2 separate regions of the Mus musculus genome follow, and region 2 is linked to region 1. A link is a contact called in public Hi-C data. All regions are on one chromosome and are shown on one strand. The core of a region is the stretch at or near the end of the contact, and the rest is flanking DNA. Distances in the headings are between cores, read along the strand shown. Region 1 overlaps Ppm1l (protein phosphatase 1 (formerly 2C)-like). Region 2 overlaps Ppm1l (protein phosphatase 1 (formerly 2C)-like).

Region 1 (4,395 bases), core at 269-2,768:
TCTGATAGATTCCACAATGTTCCAGAAAGCTAGAGTGATCTCCTAACCACACCTTCCTGGTTTTCCCTTTCCTGCTCTCACCTTTGACCTTTACCTCCACCGCCAGGCAGGCACTACCATCAGCACCAGCACCAGTGTGTGTGTGTGTGTGTGTGTGTGTGTGTGTGTGTGTGTGTATGTGTGTGTGTGTGTGTGTGTGTGTGTGTATGTGTGTGTGTGTCTGTGTGTGTATGTGTGTGTGTGTCTGTGTGTGTATGTGTGTGTGTGTATGTGTGTGTCTGTGTGTGTGTGTGTGTGTGTGTATGTGTATGTGTGTCTGTGTGTGTGTGTGTGTGTATGTGTGTGTGTGTGTGTGTGTGTGTGTGTGTGTGTGTGTGTAGAACTGAGATTTCAGGATGCTGGGTGTGAACCCACGCTGGCATTAGGATTTCTTTAATATTTAAAATAGGGAAGAGGCTCTCATCGGGTCAGGGCATTAGGAAGAACACTAGTTTGCTAATGGAGTCCTGAGTTGGCTCCATTATTTCTTTACATTTATTCATTCTCTGCTCTCTATCCCCCGCCCCCAATCTCCCCCACCTCCAGACTCTCACATTTGAGACTGGCTGGTCTCAAATGTGCTATGATATTTGCACATGTTCAAGACCATGCTGGCCTTGAACTCAACAGAGATCCGTCTCTGCCAACTAAATGCTGGGATCAGAGGTATGCACTGTCACGCCTAGCAAATTCATGTCTGTATTAAGCTCTTAGAGTGTTATTATGGTAGAGCAAGCGCATGGTAAGCAGATCTGTTCAGAAAAGCATACACATGGGCACACATGTGCGTGCGCATTATGCTGTAAGTTATAAACATCTTCGGTAAGGCTACATTAGAAGACAGGGTGATATGATGGAAAAAGAACATGGACTTTGGAAAGTCACAAAGATCTGAGTTTCGATATTTTTGCTATGGCAAGAGCAGTGGTTCTCTTGGGGCAGTGTATTTTATTTCTAAGATCTCATATTTTTATTGTCTTTAATTATGTGCATGTCTGTGTGTAAGAATGTGCATCTGAGAGCTCATATACACACAGAGGGCACATTTGGATCCCTTGGGAGCTAGACTTACAGATCGTGTACAATGGGGTGTACAAGTGAGCCATCCGACAACAGGACTGGGAATGGAGCCCCCGTTTTCTGGATGAGGAATACATGCTCTTAACTGCTGAGCCATTTCTCAAGCCCCAGAAAATGTATTTTTATAAAGTTAATTTTCTTGAAAGAAGGAAATAAAACGTAGTAGAGCATAAGAATTCGGCAAATCAGAGTCTCGGTATGCTGCTCAGCCTAGCCTCAGACTTAACGACCTTCCTGCCTTCATTTCCTCTGCTGGATTTATAGGCATGTACCACCATGCTTGTTTTAATTTAAAATAAAAACAAAACAAAAAAAATTATTACTCATACCACTGGTGTGAGTAATCCAGACTCATTGGAAGGAGAACAGAGGCACAGCCTCTACATAGGGACTGGGGAAATTTCCCTTCATGGATTTGCTGTAAGACTCCTGAGTTTCCCGGGAGGGGGAGGTTGGTCAGCTGGACTGGCTGCGGTTAAGAGAGCCCTGAGGATAAGGGAGCACAGCCTGTGAAAGCCTGGGGAGGACTCAGGGTGTGGCTCTGCCAGGGGGAGGAGTGCTGGCCCCTCTAGGCACTGAGCACAGTTCCTCCTGCATTAATTAATTAATTGTCATTAATCCAGCGCCCTTGGAAGGCCAACCCCCTTCTGGCTTCTGACCGTTTGTTTAATAATTTAACCAAATTTATGCCCATCTTGAGTAAGACATCCCAACCTTCCATGTTTTGAAGAAACTACCGATAACTTTTTTTAAAAAAAGAATGCTAATGTCTACGTCAAGAAAAAAATATTAAATGCTAGAACGGCAAGTCTGTGTTCCTGTCATTCTAGAGATGAGGCAGGAGTTTGAGGGGAACTTGGGCCACACAGTGAGACCTTGTCAACCCTAAAAACAAAGAAAATGACTGTTATCTGTCATGCAAATTTAAATAAGATCTAATGAGAAATGAAATGTCAGCGTTTAGATGGACAGATACATGCACGTGCTCTGTGGTGACTGTTTCCTGCCCGAGAACAGTCTTCCTAAGTCATTTTTACCACGGTTACTTTTTATTTAGCACTTTGATGGTGTGTAACAACTCAGAGATGGAGAACAGTTTTCCATGCTAGTCTTTGAACTTTCATATTCAAATACATTTCCCTCCACTGCCTTTATTGGTCTTAAATTTTTTCCTAGGTAGTATTTAATCTTTAAAAAATATTAGAAGGTTGTTTTTAAAAGTCTCTTCCTTGCTAAAGGACCACTGTGTCTGCTAGATTATAAGCGTTGTTGGATAATTTCAAGCTTCCAGAGATTTTGATATTCCAAAGTTCAACAGTGCAGCTTTCAAAGTAAGAATGCCTGAGAAAATTCCACTTCCACACCTAAAATTAGATATGACAGCAGAGACCACAGGCAGGCATTTTACCAGACGCGGTAATTGCATGTTTTCTTTTTGAGAAAACTTGAAGACAGAAAAAAAACCCACAAACAAAAAACCAAGCAGTTAGCTCTTTATTAAACAAACTCTATGGCTGTCTTTTTTTTTTTTTTCCTTTTTTCTTTTTTTGACAGTCCTTCTGTCTACTTATTTGGTTTGAGAATCAGTTGTAGCCAGTTATCTACGATGGACCTCCCATGGTGCAGATTTTGATGGTTTTAATAAATAGATGAGATTTGTTGTTTTATACTTTGGATCTTATTTTTCCTTAATCAAATCTATGAGGTATCATAAATAATCTCCTCGCCCAGCTTTGTGTGTAGATAGCTGTGTTTGCAACATAGACCTTTGTCAAGTTCAAGACAGACGTGTTTTTAGAGGTTTTTGTTTTTGTTTTTGTTTTTAGAGATATTTGGAGTGTCTTGCAAGTGCTCTGTTTACCTCTCCAGGTTTATTTCCCCGGTGACTTTAAAAACACACTCAACTGTTAGTGTGAAAAAATTCACATTTACAGTTGGCCCCAATAGTAACTGGCAGTATGTCATGTGGAAAGAACTTGGTGCTCTTCCTTCACATTTGGCAAATTGACTGGAGGTAGGGTGGTGGTTGGAAACACACGGGACTCGAGTAGGCACAGCCTTCTTTGGGTACAGGGTGACTTTCTTGTGACACCTGGGTCACCCTCCACTCCATTGTCCTGTGGGACTCTTGGCTATGCTCCCAGCAGAGAGGATTGCTCTGGCCCCGCTTGGCAGAGCATCTGGGATCTTGATTACCACCTTTGTAAACCAGAAGCTTGTGGAATTTAGAACTTGCTCTGACTTCCATCAGGTCGGAGGCTAATACGTGTGACCGTCACCTGCAGTCTGAGTGTTTGCGAGTTTTAGAAATAAGAAGGTTCTGTATTAAGTTTGGCAAATGAAGCATTAGGGAGTTAGTTTCAGAAAGGTGGTCTCCTCGCTAACATGGAAAAGCCCTGCACCGTTGGACTTGTCTGATTGCTGCCTGCAACACTGCAGTGGAATGCACTTTAAACTGTATTAATGTTGAAATTGGACACCACCTCGATTGCCTATAAAGCCTTGCATCAATTTTCTAGGAAGAGTGTAGCCTGTGCCTGCAGTTTACGGGCAGAATCTGGCCCGCAGACCCATTTATTAGCCCTGGTCAGATTTAAAAACCTGTAATTTCACTCAAGGACTAGATTCTGAGTATCCTTTGGAAATCTGGAGATTGTGTCAGTATTGAGCATTTCGTTGACTGGACCTAAGAAAGCAACAGACATCAGCCTGGCCCCCACCCCAACCCTGCGCGCTCACCTCCCCAGCTACCTTCCCCCGACCCCTTAAAACTGCTTTAGCTTGGGCAAGCCATACCAACTGATGCCTTATGCCCAGCCTTCTTGTCCTGCTTCCATTACCAGTCTCTGAACACTTGAGAGCCTGGATCATTTCCACAGCGCTCTCTATCCATGCTCACCCTCGCCTTACGTGAAGGAACACCTTGCTGGGCTCTGAACCTTCGCCCATTCTAATCCTTTTGAGGTTCCTTTCCCTGCTTGTCCATTTGATCACTGTCTTTGGGGTGCCATCCCCGGCACATCTTGTCGCTGCCCTGTTAGATGGTGCCCAGCAACGTGCCCTTCATTGCTTTGACTCTTAGCATGCTGTACTCAGGTTGAGTTCCATGTCCTTTCCCTGTGGATGGAGGACCTTTGAGGACAAGGCCTGCCTTCCTACACTTGGATTTATGCAAATCCTCACAGTTCTTGCTACAAAAGAGGGTTGAGAGATATTATTTTTGATTGACATATTTTAATGTTGCTAAAGGCAATATTTTCTGCTTTAGCTACCTGT
Region 2 (4,664 bases), core at 2,070-4,569, 130 kb after region 1:
TCTTAGTATTGATAGAATATGTATATGCATTCAAAATTCCTGGTTCTTTGCATTTCACTTTGCAGTCTTCTGCCCTTCTTAACTGTCCCTCTGGCTTTACATTACCAAGAGGTGCTCGGTTTCTTAAACCAAGGAAGCATACATTTTCCTTCCATCAAAATTCATTTTTATCACAAATGATAAACTAATACAGAATTCTTCTTGGCCTGATAGCTTATGTACAATGGGGTAGCATGCAGTAAAGCTACTGTTTATAGACACCATTTGGAAAATATTGCAGGACTTCCACACATATCCAAACTTGATGTTCTTTTTAACTGAAGAACTAGAAAAGACCTTGAAAATTTATCTAGTTCTTTAGAAGAAGACCTTAAAATACTGTGTTTTTTTAAAATGTGATATCTGTGTATAAAACTTAGTTTTCTGCACTTGAAGGAAATATTTCAGAGTTCTCATGTTAGCTTGTTAATAGCTGTCCAGTGCTCATTCTTCTTCGATATGGGTGAACAATCTGTCCTGGAAATGAAGTCATTTGTTGAGTGGTCCACGTGTCATGTTCTTTAACTGATAAATAATGTCTGCCATGGGCATTGTTTTTGTCCTCCTATAATTTAATGATACTGTGATTTGTACAGATGCTAGCTTTTATTTCTTTTGTCTTGAATGCCAAAGAAACTCGGAGTCTTCTTTGATTGGTCTCTAACAAATAAAAAGAGTCTTAATGCACGTGTTCGGTGTGTCTACGTTTTTTTAGCGTGTGACTTCTGAAGTTTTGCCTACGCAAAATATTTATGATGGTGGTCTAGATTGTTGCTAGAGTGTTCGAGGGCACACCAGTGAGCGTACGTGTCTGGCAGGGTTGTAGTGAAAGTTTAATGAGGTAGTCTCTAGAGCACCGAGCGTCGAGCCCATGACACAGCAAGAACTCAGTACACTAGCCGGCTGGTTAGGAGCGCGGCTGGCCCACCCAGGAGGGTAAGTGAAGTTGCTTCCAGTTTTCCCAGCTCTCCTCCAAGGAGGGCTGGTAGGTGGATGGACTCTGGCCACTGTAAATGTTCCCACTGGACTTCCTCTTGGGAACTGAGATTCTCACAGTGGGAAATATTAGCCCATTCTAGATATGAGTCTATATGTCTTTCTCAAATTCTCTGTGATGGGGAACTTCCTTCATTCAACAAGACCTGCATGAGAGGCTAGTGAGGTGTGGGGGTTTGGAGAGGGGAGCCCGTTAGACCTCTGTCCTGCTCAATTGAAAATGCCACTTTCCTATCCCACAGCGGGGAGCGCTCGCACATTTTGCAGTAGAGAAACGTTCATTTTAGCCTGCGTCTGTTGTCATTGCAAATGAGCGGTTTAAAACTAGAATATTTCAGATTTGTCCAATGTTTATGTGTTTGATTTCTCTACCTGTGAAATTACCAATTCTGTGTTCTCATGGCTCCAGTTTTCCCACACTTTAAAAATCACGCTGACATAGCTGGCTGTTACCTCTTACCCCTCCTACCCCACTGCCTGTCCTAAGTTCTTGGCACAGCCTGGCTCTCTAGGCAAGCCGAAGGCTACCCTAGGCTATTAGGTTCCTTGGTTGTCTCTCTTGAAAGAGCATCCTTACGTCTGTTAGCATGTGGTCCCTCACCTCTCCCCTAGCCCCACAGCATGCTTGGAGCGGGCACGGCGCCCCTCCCCCAACATGTATCCTCAACATCTAAAATAGTGTTCCCTTGGCATGTACAATAAAAATGAACAGCAAAGAGGCCGTCCTAGCCCTGGACTGTGCACCGACCTATCCAGCTGTGTTTTTTTGGAGCTGGCAGTAGGCATCTTTTCTTTCTATGGTCTACGACCGATTTGCCTATTGAGAGCTAAGGATCTGTCACTTTGTGTTTACATAAGCAGGTGCGCTCGCTGCTGAAATTACAGCCTTTCCATGCAATTAGGTATCCTTTTCTTCTCTTTTCTAAAATAAGATGTCCTTTTGAGTTCTGTGTGTAGTTACACATTCCTGCCGGTGATTCCAGCTTCCCTTCCTTCTGCCTGCATCCTGGTGCAGTGCTCTGGCTGACTTGGCTGAGGTGAGGGTGCTCTTCTGACCATGCCAGGGTACATTCAAGAGCAAATTGTGGTGTGGTTTCACACAGCTTTCTAAGGGTTGCTTGACTGCCCACAAGCTGCCGGGAAGAATGTCAGTGCCGTCTGGTATCTCCTAAGACAGTCACTTTGCTTCAGAGTGGGGAGGGCTCCGGCTCTCTGAGGCTCAGCAAACTGCCAATTCTAAATGACAGAAAAAGGAGCCTGTGGCAATGTCAATGCATATAGTCAGTTTTTTTTTATAAGAATTAAAAATATTATAGGTTAGCAGGGTGGCTCAGTGGGCTAAGTCAGCCCTGGCAAAGCCTGATAGCCTGACTTCAAGCCCCAGAACCACTATAGTAGCGGGAAAGAAGGAAGCTTGCAATTTGTCCTCTGGGCACCCCACAGACTTGCATGCACATACACAAATACGTGATACATATAATTTAATAAAATAGGTTAGTAATAGTAGTAATTAAAACAACAACATCAACAATAACAACAACAACCTTTACAAGCTAGAGAGTCCTGGGATATGCACAAGGGCTGTTGTAAAGGGCCTGGTACAACCCTAGGAGTCTGTCAGAACTTACTGTAAAGCTGGGTAGAAATCCATGCTACATTGTATCAAATTCAACTAGCAGGTGCGATCCAGAGTTCTCCCTCTCAAATACATAGCCCAAGTTAAAACAGATTTGAACCAAGGATAGAGCAAACCCCATGACTAATTTTAAAGGAAGCCACCCCCCTCCCTACCCCAACAAACTGACAGTTGGAGTTCTAACCCACAAAGATGCTGATCAAGGCCAGCCACCTAATTCGGTAAAGAACACAGAGGCCTTTCCCTTGTGTGCATCTACTGAGACTTTCCTGTGACCATGATATCTTTCTGAGTTTCAGGGAGACGGATCATAAAGGTACTTGCTGTCCAGCTAGATGACCTGAGCTGAATGATTGGGGGTGAGGGTGGGGGTTCTCATTGAGTTAGTCATGAGACACTAAATAAAATTATCACCAAGTCACTGAGTAGAAAGTTCAACCCTTCTTATTCCATTTCATATAAAAGGACCCTAAGTCTAATACTGGCCTTGAAAATCCTTCTTGAAGCCACATCAGCCCGACTCATCTGGAGCTTCCCTGACACTCTGGCCACCCCTGCTTCCTGGAGGTAGCTATGGGGTAGCAGCCAAGTGAGGCCCAGTAGGAGTCCTCTGGAATTGTTCCTGTATAAATAGCTGTCTCAAGCCAAGAATATTTTATGTATGTTCTGACTAAGACCTCCAGGGGCAGCTCTAGTGTCATAGCCTTGGAATGCTATCATTTTGATTAATAACTCACGAGGTTTTTGTAATTCATTTGTAACAGTCCCATTGGCTTTCTCAGTCCTCAAGGGCATTTTCAGTAAGAATTATTTGTGGAACTTTCTAGAATACATTTGAGTAATACTTATGGAAGTTAATATTTCCCCAGGCTCCATAGCCCAAGATTCAGAAATGGGAGGGAATTTAATAAGGAATAAACCATATAATTTTTGAAATAATAAAAAAATATTTCTCCATAAATCAATATCATTGGATCTTTTTCCTATGCCTCTCAAGTGTGTAAAATGTGAAACAATTTCTTCTTTATGACTGCAGACGAGATAGGAACTTGCTCATCGCAAAACATTAGCCCAACAACTTTGGCTGAGTGCTGTTTCAGTGCTCATTAGATTGGTGAGCGTTGGGCTGGTCGGCTGGCTGTTTTTATGCTGCCACCATCGCTTAACATCTAAAAGTGTATGTGTGCTCTGAAAACAAAATTCAGGGAAGGACCATCAAAGTAGTGTGATATTTACTGTTGAATTCCTGATCTTTCTCTGGAGTGTGTGTGGTAATTGAGGAGCAAAGAATTCGTTCTTCATACCCTTGGAAGTAGGGAAATAACCTCAGCTTCTTAATCTGTAAACAGGTTCTAAAAAAATAAGCCCGGAGGCTTAAATGTAGGTTTTGATCAAAATAATAAGAGGAGCTAACTCACGGCTAGACAGTGTTTGATACATTGGCTGATTATATCTTAGAATAATTAGAGACCAGAAGTCTGGAAAGTGGGCTGGTATGGGTTTTGTGGATAAGGCCAGCCATCCTTAGCTAGAAAGACATACTCCGTTGTGTGAGATTAGAGGTATATTTACATGCCCTGGCATGCTTCATGCTACCACATGAACTTGACCTCATAGTAAATGTGAGTTAGCAGAATGATAAACTTAGTAAAAGTTCGTTTCCTGAGGCATCCCAGAAGGATTGTCTCTAGTGATGTGTAGCTTAGTGGTTGGTCATCACGTTACTGCTTAGATTAAAACTTGAGCTTCAGCATTAAGTATGTTCTGTAATTTTCTGTCCTCCACATGCTGGGTTCCCCCTTCGCCATAACCATTGACACAACCGTTGGCAGCCATGGCTCTCCATAGCGATCTAAAATTGCCATAGAAGTGAGACTTCATGGTTGTGCTTCTGGTGAACACCTGGTGCCATCTCTTGAAGGTTCCTAGTTTGTTTTTTTGAGGCAGAATTACGAGGTTAGGAGTACAAGATGGTCTCTCAAGGGTTCTTTCC

The links. Hi-C and Micro-C count contacts between places; a contact is called where the count stands out from the background.
Region 2: a Hi-C map of the G1E-ER4 cell line shows a contact between it and region 1, with 4 times the contacts expected there. The contact joins two enhancer-like sites. A contact is called at or near these places in 18 of 484 Hi-C or Micro-C datasets (3T3-L1-derived adipocytes, the G1E-ER4 cell line, the HL-1 cell line and 14 more), 1 of 115 datasets of contacts at active chromatin or transcription factors (embryonic stem cells) and 3 of 9 other capture datasets (adipose tissue, embryonic stem cells and pancreatic islet).

The regions. Positions count from the first base shown.
Region 1 is chr3:69,354,888-69,359,282 of GRCm38.p6, forward strand. The region is part of intron 1 of Ppm1l (protein phosphatase 1 (formerly 2C)-like); the gene reads left to right. Among named protein-coding and RNA genes, the nearest start is that of Ppm1l, 40 kb to the left of the region's middle. Within about 2 kb of position 1,519, at least 19 of the 459 cell types and tissues checked have an H3K27ac peak or open chromatin away from gene starts, as enhancers often do. A contact at or near this core is called in the G1E-ER4 cell line, the HL-1 cell line and embryonic fibroblasts, where this site is marked.
Region 2 is chr3:69,482,667-69,487,330 of GRCm38.p6, forward strand. All of the region lies in intron 1 of Ppm1l (protein phosphatase 1 (formerly 2C)-like), which reads left to right. Among named protein-coding and RNA genes, the nearest start is that of Gm52607, 23 kb to the left of the region's middle. Within about 2 kb of position 3,320, at least 35 of the 459 cell types and tissues checked have an H3K27ac peak or open chromatin away from gene starts, as enhancers often do. A contact at or near this core is called in the G1E-ER4 cell line, the HL-1 cell line and embryonic fibroblasts, where this site is marked.